Regions from separate parts of the Mus musculus genome. Here region 1 is linked to region 2. The links are chromatin contacts, called in public ChIA-PET maps. All regions are on one chromosome and are shown on one strand. The core of a region is the stretch at or near the end of the contact, and the rest is flanking DNA. Distances in the headings are between cores, read along the strand shown.

Region 1 (4,577 bases), core at 406-2,905, 400 kb after region 2:
CAAGGGCAGACTAAGAAGCCACTTACAGGTGAGTGTGACAGGTGAGAGGAACCGTGGCAAGGAACACCCTACCCTGGTGGCAGAGCTTCTCGATATTTGTATGTCTGCTGCTTTGCTTCTCAGTTCATTCATGATCTATTGAGCAACTTCACGCAAGGTTAGAGAGGCAGAGATGAATAAGACCCAACTCTTGGCCTCCAGGAGCTTCTTGCTTATGCGGAGAGAATACCCAAGCTAAGGGCTGAGATTTAAGTAAGAGCACAGAGCTGGTGGACACACACTCCACTGCCCACTCCTCCTGCAAGACCGACACACCATAAGCTAGGAACTGCTTCCCATTATATGTACATGCAGAAGAGAGAAGGGCTCACGCTGTTTTGTCAGTGTGAGTGACTAGAATTAGAATCCAGCACTTTCCATTTTGAGTTTAGAACAATCTGCAGAGGTTTTGTGCTTGTTTGGCTCAGCAATACCTTTCAGGGACATCTCAGGTAGGACGTACTGGGAGTCCTTCAGTAACAGACTGTTTCCACAGGCTCAGGAGTCTCTGAGGCACCATCTATAGGCCAACTCTCACATGTCTGAGTACATTTGAAGATCTCCCAGGTCCTCAACATCTATGACCTCTTCAAGGAAGAAAGGAAAAGGGGGAGGGAGGGCAGGAGGGAAGGAACCTCATTAATCCAATTCAGACCATTAGTGAGTTTCCTTCCCTTCCCTTCCCTTCCCTTCCCTTCCCTTCCCTTCCCTTCCCTTCCCTTCCCTTCCCTTCCCTTCCCTTCCCTTCCCTTCCCTTCCCTTCCCTTCCCTTCCCTTCCCTTCCCCTCTTCTCCCCTCCTCTCCCCTCAACTTCCTTCCCCTCCCTTGCCCTCTTCTCCTCTCCCCTCCCCTCCCCTGCCCTGCCCTGCCCTCTCTTCCTGCCCTCTCCCTTCTCTTTTTCTCCCTTCCCCTCCCCTCCCCTCCCTTGCCCTCTTGTTATCTCTTCTTTTTCATCTCCTGTGGTTCTAAGGATCCAACCCAGGACCTCACCAAACCAACCTAGATAAGCATTCTACTACTTCGCTCTTGTTTTTTTGAGACAAGGACTCTAACTCAGGCTGACCTTGAACTTCCCCACCGTCCAGGATGGCCTTAAACTCATTATCTTCCTTTCTCCAAATCCCCCAAGTGCTGGGATTACAAAGTATATTATCAGACTGTTTTTTGTTTTCTGTGATGCTAAGGATTGAGCCCAGGGTTCAATTCACACTAGACAAAACACTTTACCTCTGAGCTGGGTCCCCAGTTCTTACTATACTGTATAAAGCCGAAAAGAAAAGCAGTGCTTTAAAGATGTATTAATAAACTATAAGAATAATACATAATAAATTGATATGTAAAAAACCACAATGTATATATGTAAATGAGAGCAGCCCTAAAACCAAACAGGCCTGTGTCCCCAGGGAAAAGGTCACTTTATCATGTTGTGGGGAACGGCAAAAGAAATGTTTCTAAAAGTTTCTTTTGAAGTCCCCGACATCTATGCTGACGTCAGCCTCTTCCTGCCCAGCGCTCTGAAAGTTTCCAGGGAGTTTTGGGGCCAGTGACTTGACACAGGGTTGTATGTTTGACACTTGCTGACTGTGGGCAGGTTGTGGTGGCTTTCCCTGCCTGCCAAGCCCCACTCAGCTGAGCATCAGCATGGTATGTGCTTCCTGTCCCCGTGCTAGTGACACCTCTCTGTTCAGACCTTGATTTAGAACAAAAAAGAACCTTTGTGAAGAGAAAACTCCTTATTTAAAGGAAAGTAAACCGAACTTTTGAGAGTCTTTTTAGAATAAAAGGGCGAGTCCTCAGGAGTCCCGCTGGTACCCCTGAGGGGAGGTGAGCCTTGAGGGCTCGCTGCTAGGTTTCCCTGTCTGGTCCCAGACATCACTTTCCCTTTCTAACTGTCTCCTCAGAGGCCGCTTCTGGAGGTAATTTTTAGCTGCCAATGCTGAGGAACTATTGGCCAGAGCATGCCACCCTGCTTCTTAGAGAATACAACTGCCACCATTGAAAACCTAGGCTGTCTAACCAGTGAGCTCAGGGCGTCCGCCTGTCTCCACCTCCCTTTTCCTCCTGTGCTGGGATTTGCATGTGCACAGCCATATAGAGTTTATAGAGTGCTGGGGATGTGAACTCAGGTTCTCATGCTTCTGTGGCAAACCCACGAAACCATCTCCCATCCTTAGTTTTATATATTTCACTATACATTCATATTATAATATACATTATATATTATATAATATATATTATATAAAACATATGTAATATATATTATAATATATAATACCATGGTATTGGCAGTGCTTAGAATAGGTGCCCCAGATTTTCGTAACTTTTTCTTTGTTTTCTGTTTCTCTTCTAATCTTTTTTTTTTAAGTTGGTTATTTTATTTTTTTACATTTCAAATGTTATTCCCCTTCCTGGTTTCCTCTCCGCAGCCCCCACAATCCCATCCCCCTCCTCCCTGCTTCTAGGAGGGTGCTACCCCACCCACCCACCCACTCCCACCTCACTGCCCTGGTATTCCCCTTCACTGGGCATCAAGCCTTTACTGGACCAAAGGCCTCCCCTCCCATTGATGCCAGATAAGGCCATCCTCTGCTACATATGCAGCTGGAGTCATGGGTCCCTCCATGTATGCTCTTTGGTTGATGGTTTAGTCCCTAAGAACTTTGGGAGGTCTGGTTGGTTGATCTTGTTGTTTTTCCTATGGAGTTGCAAACCCCTTCAGCTCCTACAGTCCTTGCCCTAACTTTTCCCCTGGGGCCCCTGGGCTCAGTCCAATGGTTGGCTGCAACTTAAACAGCTGTCCCACACCATGGTTACTTCTCCAGTCTTTAATTGCATTTGTTTAACAATTTATTTTAACAATTTATTTTCTTATGTAATATATGTGTGTGTGTGTATACATCTATATATATATGAGAGAAGAGGGCATCAGAAAACAGAGGGTATCTGATCCCTTTACAGGTTGTGAGCCACCATGTGGTCGATGGGAATTGATTTCAGGACCTCTCTGGAAGAGCAGCCAGGGCTCTTAACAGTTGGGCCGTCTCTCCAGCTTGTATTTGTTTGTTTACTTATGTATTCATTTACTTATAGACAGGGTCCAGCTATGTATCCTGAACTGACTTGCAGTGTAGCTAGGCTGGCCTCAAACTCATGGTAATCACCTCTGTCAGCCTTCTGAGTTCTGGGACTACACATGCAGGGGAAATCCCACAGATATCCATTTGAAACAAGCCCTCACGATTACAACTTGCTTCTCAGAAGGCTCTGTCTTTTTTCAGAAGACTGTGGGCGGGATTTACCAATTTAGCAGTGCTCCGCTAAAAATATGGCCCCCTCCCAAGAAATCCGTTTCTAAGATTTGAGGGGAAAACTGTCTTTAGTTTTCAGAGAAAGAGGAGGAATATTTCTTCCCAGACTTTTCTCTCTCTCTCTTTCTTTTTTAATCTGATAACACTTTAATTTAAATCAAGTTGACATTCTGTGGTAAGTTTGTGGTTAACTCTTTCAAGTGCTGAAGCTTGTTTTCTGAGGTGACTGGAGAGTTAGAAAAAGACAGGCAGCCCAACCACTGTACTCTGTAAGCATTACAGGCTCCTGGATGTGACAATCTAGAGGCCGCTCTGTGAGACAGAGGGCAGTTCTCAGCTCCTTGCCTGGGTTTCTCTTTCTAAGAGCAAATTCCTAGTTTCTGTAGACCTACTGTTTGTTGTTTGTGTAACTACTGCCAAGAAGGCACAGGGTTTTCTCCAAAATGGTCTTACTAGTGAGTCACACATTCCTGCCTTATGGAAACCCAGGCTTTGACGAAGCCTGAGAGAACTGGGCCTCAGAAACGTGTGTCAGATGACAACAGGACTCACAGACACAAAAGGCTAACCACCGTTCTGCAAATATTGTTATTTCAGTGTTTCCCCTTTAATTTTAAGAAACTTTTCTTTAATAATGACACACACACACACACACACACACACACACACACACATTTTTGACAGGGTCTCACTGTGAAGCCCTGGTTGTCATGGAACTATCCTGGAACTCATTATAGAGACCAGGCTGGGCTAGAACTCAGAGATCCACCTGCCTCTGCCTCCCGAGTGCTGTGATTAATGGAATGTGCCACCATGTCTGGCTTTCATGAGTATTCTTTCAATCATCTTTGGATTCATTTCCTGCTATTGGCATGGCCATATAATTTTCCACCTTTAAACAGAGTCATATCAAGAGATTTTCCACTAGTGAACCATCCATCACTGCTGAGATAAATTCTAATTGATCAGAATATTAGTTTTTGTCATACCTGGCTAGAACCAAGTACAAATATTGTAATCGATATTCTGTTGTCTGTTTTTATAAGTGAGATGGTCTTACGGCCATTTTCTCTGCAGTTCATCCCAAGTTTAATAGGAAGACTAACATAACTCTGTAAAAGGAATTAGAATCATTGAAGTGTCTGTGCTGGTCTGAATGAGAATAGCTGCCATAGGCTCATAGATTTGAATATTTAGTCCCCAGTGAGTGGAATTTCCAGTTTGGGAAGG
Region 2 (4,862 bases), core at 1,449-3,948:
CAGGACACTAAACTGGAATCCTTTACAAGAGCAGCAAATGCTCTAAATCACTGAGCCACCTGCCAGCCCGTCTAGATGTTTTAATGTATGACTGCAATTAATTATAATAATGAAAGAGAAGTTGTACTTGGTGAACTGCTGTCACTGTGTAAAGATCTTTGTGCATAAATGGCTAATACCCAGTGAAGATTAAATTTTGGGTCTTAACTGCCTAATTCTATTAGGATAATGCTTAAGTATTTTGGTAGAAGCCAAGTAGTACTCGAGATTAGAGTTCCATCTACCGGAGCTTGGAATTGTTATGCTAATTTTTCTGTTGATTGTAATAGCGATCTTTCAAAAGGAAAAATTTCTAAAAACTGAGAACATGGTGTAATAGTGGTATTTCCATAGACTGGTGAGGACACACATCCCCCTATAGATGAACAGGGAATCACAAGGTCACAGGAAGTGGAAGTTAGTCCCTTATGGTGTTGTTATCAGGACTTATGAATCAGGTTGCTTGTAGGATTTAAGAGTTAGAAGAAGCCTATGGAGACAGCATTATCCCTTGAGGGAGGGAGGGAGGGAGGGAGGGAGGGAGGGAGGGAGGGAGGGAGGGAGAGAGAGAGAGAGAGAGAGAGAGAGAGAGAGAGAGAGAGAGAGAGAGAGAGAGATGCTCACGAATCAAGCACATCTCTTTCTTTGTGGAAAATCTAAAATCCACAGCGTCCAGGACCTACAGTGATTGAGGGTGCTGTGCTCTTTCTTGTGGCTCTTGCAATTAACTATGGCATAGGTGTAAAGTTAAGACATTAACACATATGTAAGAAATCCCATTTTCTTTATGGCCTTGACATTACCATAAGCAAAACTCTAATAACTACATCGTTCCTCTGCCCTTAATTAGCCTGTAATTGCATGATATCTGGACATGCATGTGTTTAGGGGCCGGGGAACTGAGACATGATCTCCATCCAGCTGTCAGGTTGATGTTAGCATCACTATCTAAATCCAGAGATGAGGTCTGTGATGCTCTTCTTATGACTTCTGTGGAAGGCTGTGTGTAGGAACACTACCATAACTTCCCAGTACATTGCAGTTCATCAAAGAGCTTCCTTCACTCCTGGGCCCCCACCAGTTTGATTTTCCCTTCCAAAGCTCCGTCTAGTCTCTTAGTTCTGTCCACAAGAGACACAGCCATCCTGGATGCCTCCTCCCCCACTAGTCAGGGCTCAGACCTTTGCCCTCATTCTGTGCCTCCATCATAACCAGCCAGGAAGTATAACAATACCTCTTCCTAAAGTGAGCCCATGGTCTCTGGGCCTCTTTCCTCCTACCTACCTGTTAACATACAAACACCATCTCATCGCTATCCATTTCCCTTCTTCAGGCTTAAGCCAGAGTTTAAGCTTTGTCCCAGAGCAGGAGGACAACCTCTTGTATCCTCAAATTTTCTAACACTATCAATAGAACCATGGTCCTCTTGGCGCTTCCATCCACAGGCCATCTCAGATGCCATGCCAGCCACAGACTTTCTTCTCTAGATGTGAGACTGTGATGCTCACATTGTACCTGGTGTCATTTTGAAGCACTCCCGGCTTCTTTCCCTGCTCCTCACGAGCTACTTTCTTCGTTTCAGCATGTGGCATGAACGTCCACCACCGATGCCAGACAAAGGTTGCCAATCTTTGTGGTATAAACCAGAAGCTAATGGCTGAAGCACTAGCGATGATTGAAAGCACCCAACAGGTAAAGCAGACATTACACTGATGTGATTCCCGATGTCCTCTCAACAAGGGCCACCCACGTCCATTCTTTCTTGCTCTGTCTACCCCACAGGATGTCCCTGCGTGTCCTTCTGAACACTTGCCATGATATTTTCACCTTCATCCCCATAATCCCACCTTTGAGATAATTAATAATTCATACATCAGTGTGGCCATCTGTAATATCTTAAACTCTGTATAGAATGAGAAGGTACAGAAAGAAAGCAAATTCACTCAAATTATTGAGGATTTACTGCCAGCTTTATATCTGTATTTTAGGGATCTCTAAGAAGCTGGAAAGAAAGTGTATTTATTAGAATTCCCTCCAGAATGGTCACAGGACACTGTGTCTAGTCTGGGCAACTTTTGCCTGTCTGTTTGTCTTACATTGATTAAATTCCTATCTCTTGAGAACCAATTTTCACTGAGACTCGGCATTACCTTCTACATAAGCTGTATTTTTGTTCACCTTCTTTTCTGTCCTGACTTGTTATGGAATGAGGCTACTTACATAGAAGATTCCAGCTAGTACCCTTGAAGTGTGAAAAAGGAGCCAAGAGCCTGCTGCTGATACATTGAATGTAGCAGTTGCATGCAAGGCCAAGGAACTCTAAACCTACTGAGAAGAAAGAAAGAAAGAAAGAAAGAAAGAAAGAAAGAAAGAAAGAAAGAAAGAAAGAAAGAAAGAAAGAAAGAGAAAGAGAGAGAGAGAGAAAGAAAGAAAGAAAGAAAGAAAGAGAGAGAGAGAGAGAGAGAGAGAGAGAGAGAGAGAAAGAAAGAAAGAAAGAAAGAAAGAAAGAAAGAAAGAAAGAAAGAAAGAAAGAAAGAAAGAAAGAAAGGAAAGTGTTGACTGTCCTGCATATTCAAAATTCCTCACAGCCTTCTGTCCTTAGGGACAATACAGTATGATTTCTGTGGGTGGGAAATGGCGCCAACTACTGGTGATTGGGTTGTCTGACCCTTTTTATGATCTAGGCTCGCTCCTTACGAGATTCAGAACACATCTTCCGAGAAGGCCCAGTTGAAATTGGTCTCCCATGCTCCACCAAAAACGAAACCAGGCCACCATGCGTACCAACACCTGGGAAAAGAGGTAACTATCACTGCAGTTGACCATCAATGCCGGTCACTTGTCACGATCCACTTGTTCTCTGGCCTTAAGTTCTTCATTTACCTAGTCTGATGAGTTTCTTTTTCTCTATTTAAAGAGTACAAATCCAGTCACCAACCTCAAGGCCCCTATTTTTTTTTATCGAAAATAGATCCATTTCATATACAATATATCCTGACTAAAGTTTCCCCTCCTACTCTTCTTTTAAGAGTAAAACTAAAATATGCCTAACTAGAATTTTTTTGTGAGGGCGTTGCTCCTGGCAGAGTTCTAGAATGTCATTTCCTGGCCATGTTGGGTGGTTTTACAGATGTTAGTCTACTGTAAAGCAAGACAAGGAGAAATGTCATTGGGGCATCGTCACTGTTGCCCGGAGACTCTCCTGTGAGGTTTTGAGACAGGAAGGAAGAAGAGCCCTAACCCTTAAACTTTGTCATGTGTAGAGATTCATTCTGCCTTCTGCTTGAAGGGGGTTCAAGGGAAAATGCAGCTACATGATTCTGGGAACTGAATCATTTCAACAAACATTATGAGATATGGTCTTTGAACTTAAAGAATACTAGGGTCTGGGGAGATGGTTCAGTTGGTAAGTGCTTGTTTTGCAAGCACAAGGACCAGAGTTCAATCCCCAAACCATTATTAAAATAAAATAAAATGAAAAATAAAAAAGCCGTTAATGGCGGTATGTATCTGTAATCCTGGTGGCATGCGGGGCAGAGACAAGTGGATCCCTGGGTCCAACTGCCATCCAGCCTTGCCTAATTGGCATGTTCCATGCTAGTGAAGGACCCTGCTTTGAAACCAAGGTAGATACTGCTAGAAGAATGACAGTTAGGGCTGACCTCTGGCTTCCATATACATGCGCACACCCACACATACATGTATGCATACCCACACATATGTGCATGCCCTCACATGCACATATCCATACACACAAAGAAGCAATACTAATGATAGTAGTATATACATAGTAAGGATTCCTAAAAACACTTTTTAATCCTTCTTCTGGCATCATACAAGGACTAAATTGACATAAAATTTCAAGAGAGATTCAAAGTCCATCTCAGAAGGATTCCCAAGCAGTAAGGAGCATCGTCCTCAGAGATGATCAGTGCACACAGCCTTGAAGACCACAAAACATGGTGTGGTTTAGATCTTTAACAACCTGCTTGATTGCGTGTCCTCAGAGCTCACATTTTACTTAATGGAAATTGATGTCAGTATGTCTGGTAGTTACAAACAGTGGTGATATCCGTTCCCCAGATCTGTGAAGATTCCTATTTCCTCAGAATCTGATGTTATTAAAAGTTTTCTCTCTTGGCTTCTCCCTCTCCCTGCCTCCCTCTCCCTTTCTCTTCCTCTCTCTCACACACAAATATGTAGTCTTTGATTGAGATGAGTCCTGTCTGTCAGTCTGTCTTTCTTTCTTTCTATTTGTTCTGGTTTGGGTTTGAGTTTAGGACTTTTTCGTGTTTAGGGATGGTGTTGTTTGTTTTTTTCAAGACAGGGTTCCCTGGCTGTCCTGGAACTTGCTCTGTAGACTGGCCTCAAACTCAGAGATCAGCCTACCTCTGCCTCCTCAGTTCTGGGATTCAAGGCGTGCACCACCACTGCCACACTAACCATGACCTTGGGTCCAGTATTTCTTCAGTTAGACCATTGCCCAGGCTATTAGCTAGCCAGAGACCCAGCCCAAATGCCAGGTTTACAGACAGATGCAGAAGGATTCTGAAACTGAATTAGATGGAACTTCGGAATGAAAGATGGAAGAAGTGGGTGGTGCCCTAAGTGCCTACAGTGAGTGACCTTACTTACCCATTCATGTTTAATAACTGATCTGCTGTTTTCAGAACCCCAGGGCATTTCCTGGGATTCCCCTTTGGATGGGTCAAATAAATCGGCCGGTCCTCCTGAACCCGAAGTGAGCATGCGCAGGACTTCACTGCAGCTGAAACTGAAGATCGATGACTTCATCCTGCACAAGATGTTGGGAAAAGGAAGTT

The links. ChIA-PET counts read pairs in DNA pulled down with a chosen protein or histone mark.
Region 1: a contact with region 2 is called in an RNA polymerase II ChIA-PET map of memory CD8 T cells, with 131 read pairs. The contact joins two enhancer-like sites. A contact is called at or near these places in 1 of 115 datasets of contacts at active chromatin or transcription factors (memory CD8 T cells) and 1 of 9 other capture datasets (liver).

The regions. Positions count from the first base shown.
Region 1 is chr2:11,651,931-11,656,507 of GRCm38.p6, forward strand. All of the region lies in intron 1 of Il2ra (interleukin 2 receptor, alpha chain), which reads left to right. Among named protein-coding and RNA genes, the nearest start is that of Il2ra, 11 kb to the left of the region's middle. Within about 2 kb of position 1,656, at least 96 of the 459 cell types and tissues checked have an H3K27ac peak or open chromatin away from gene starts, as enhancers often do. A contact at or near this core is called in memory CD8 T cells, where this site is marked.
Region 2 is chr2:11,251,448-11,256,309 of GRCm38.p6, forward strand. It overlaps Prkcq (protein kinase C, theta), which reads left to right. Exons shown (of 18, transcript NM_008859.2): 9 at 1,622-1,731; 10 at 2,724-2,841; 11 at 4,710-4,862. Among named protein-coding and RNA genes, the nearest start is that of Prkcq, 81 kb to the left of the region's middle. Within about 2 kb of position 2,699, at least 20 of the 459 cell types and tissues checked have an H3K27ac peak or open chromatin away from gene starts, as enhancers often do. A contact at or near this core is called in memory CD8 T cells, where this site is marked.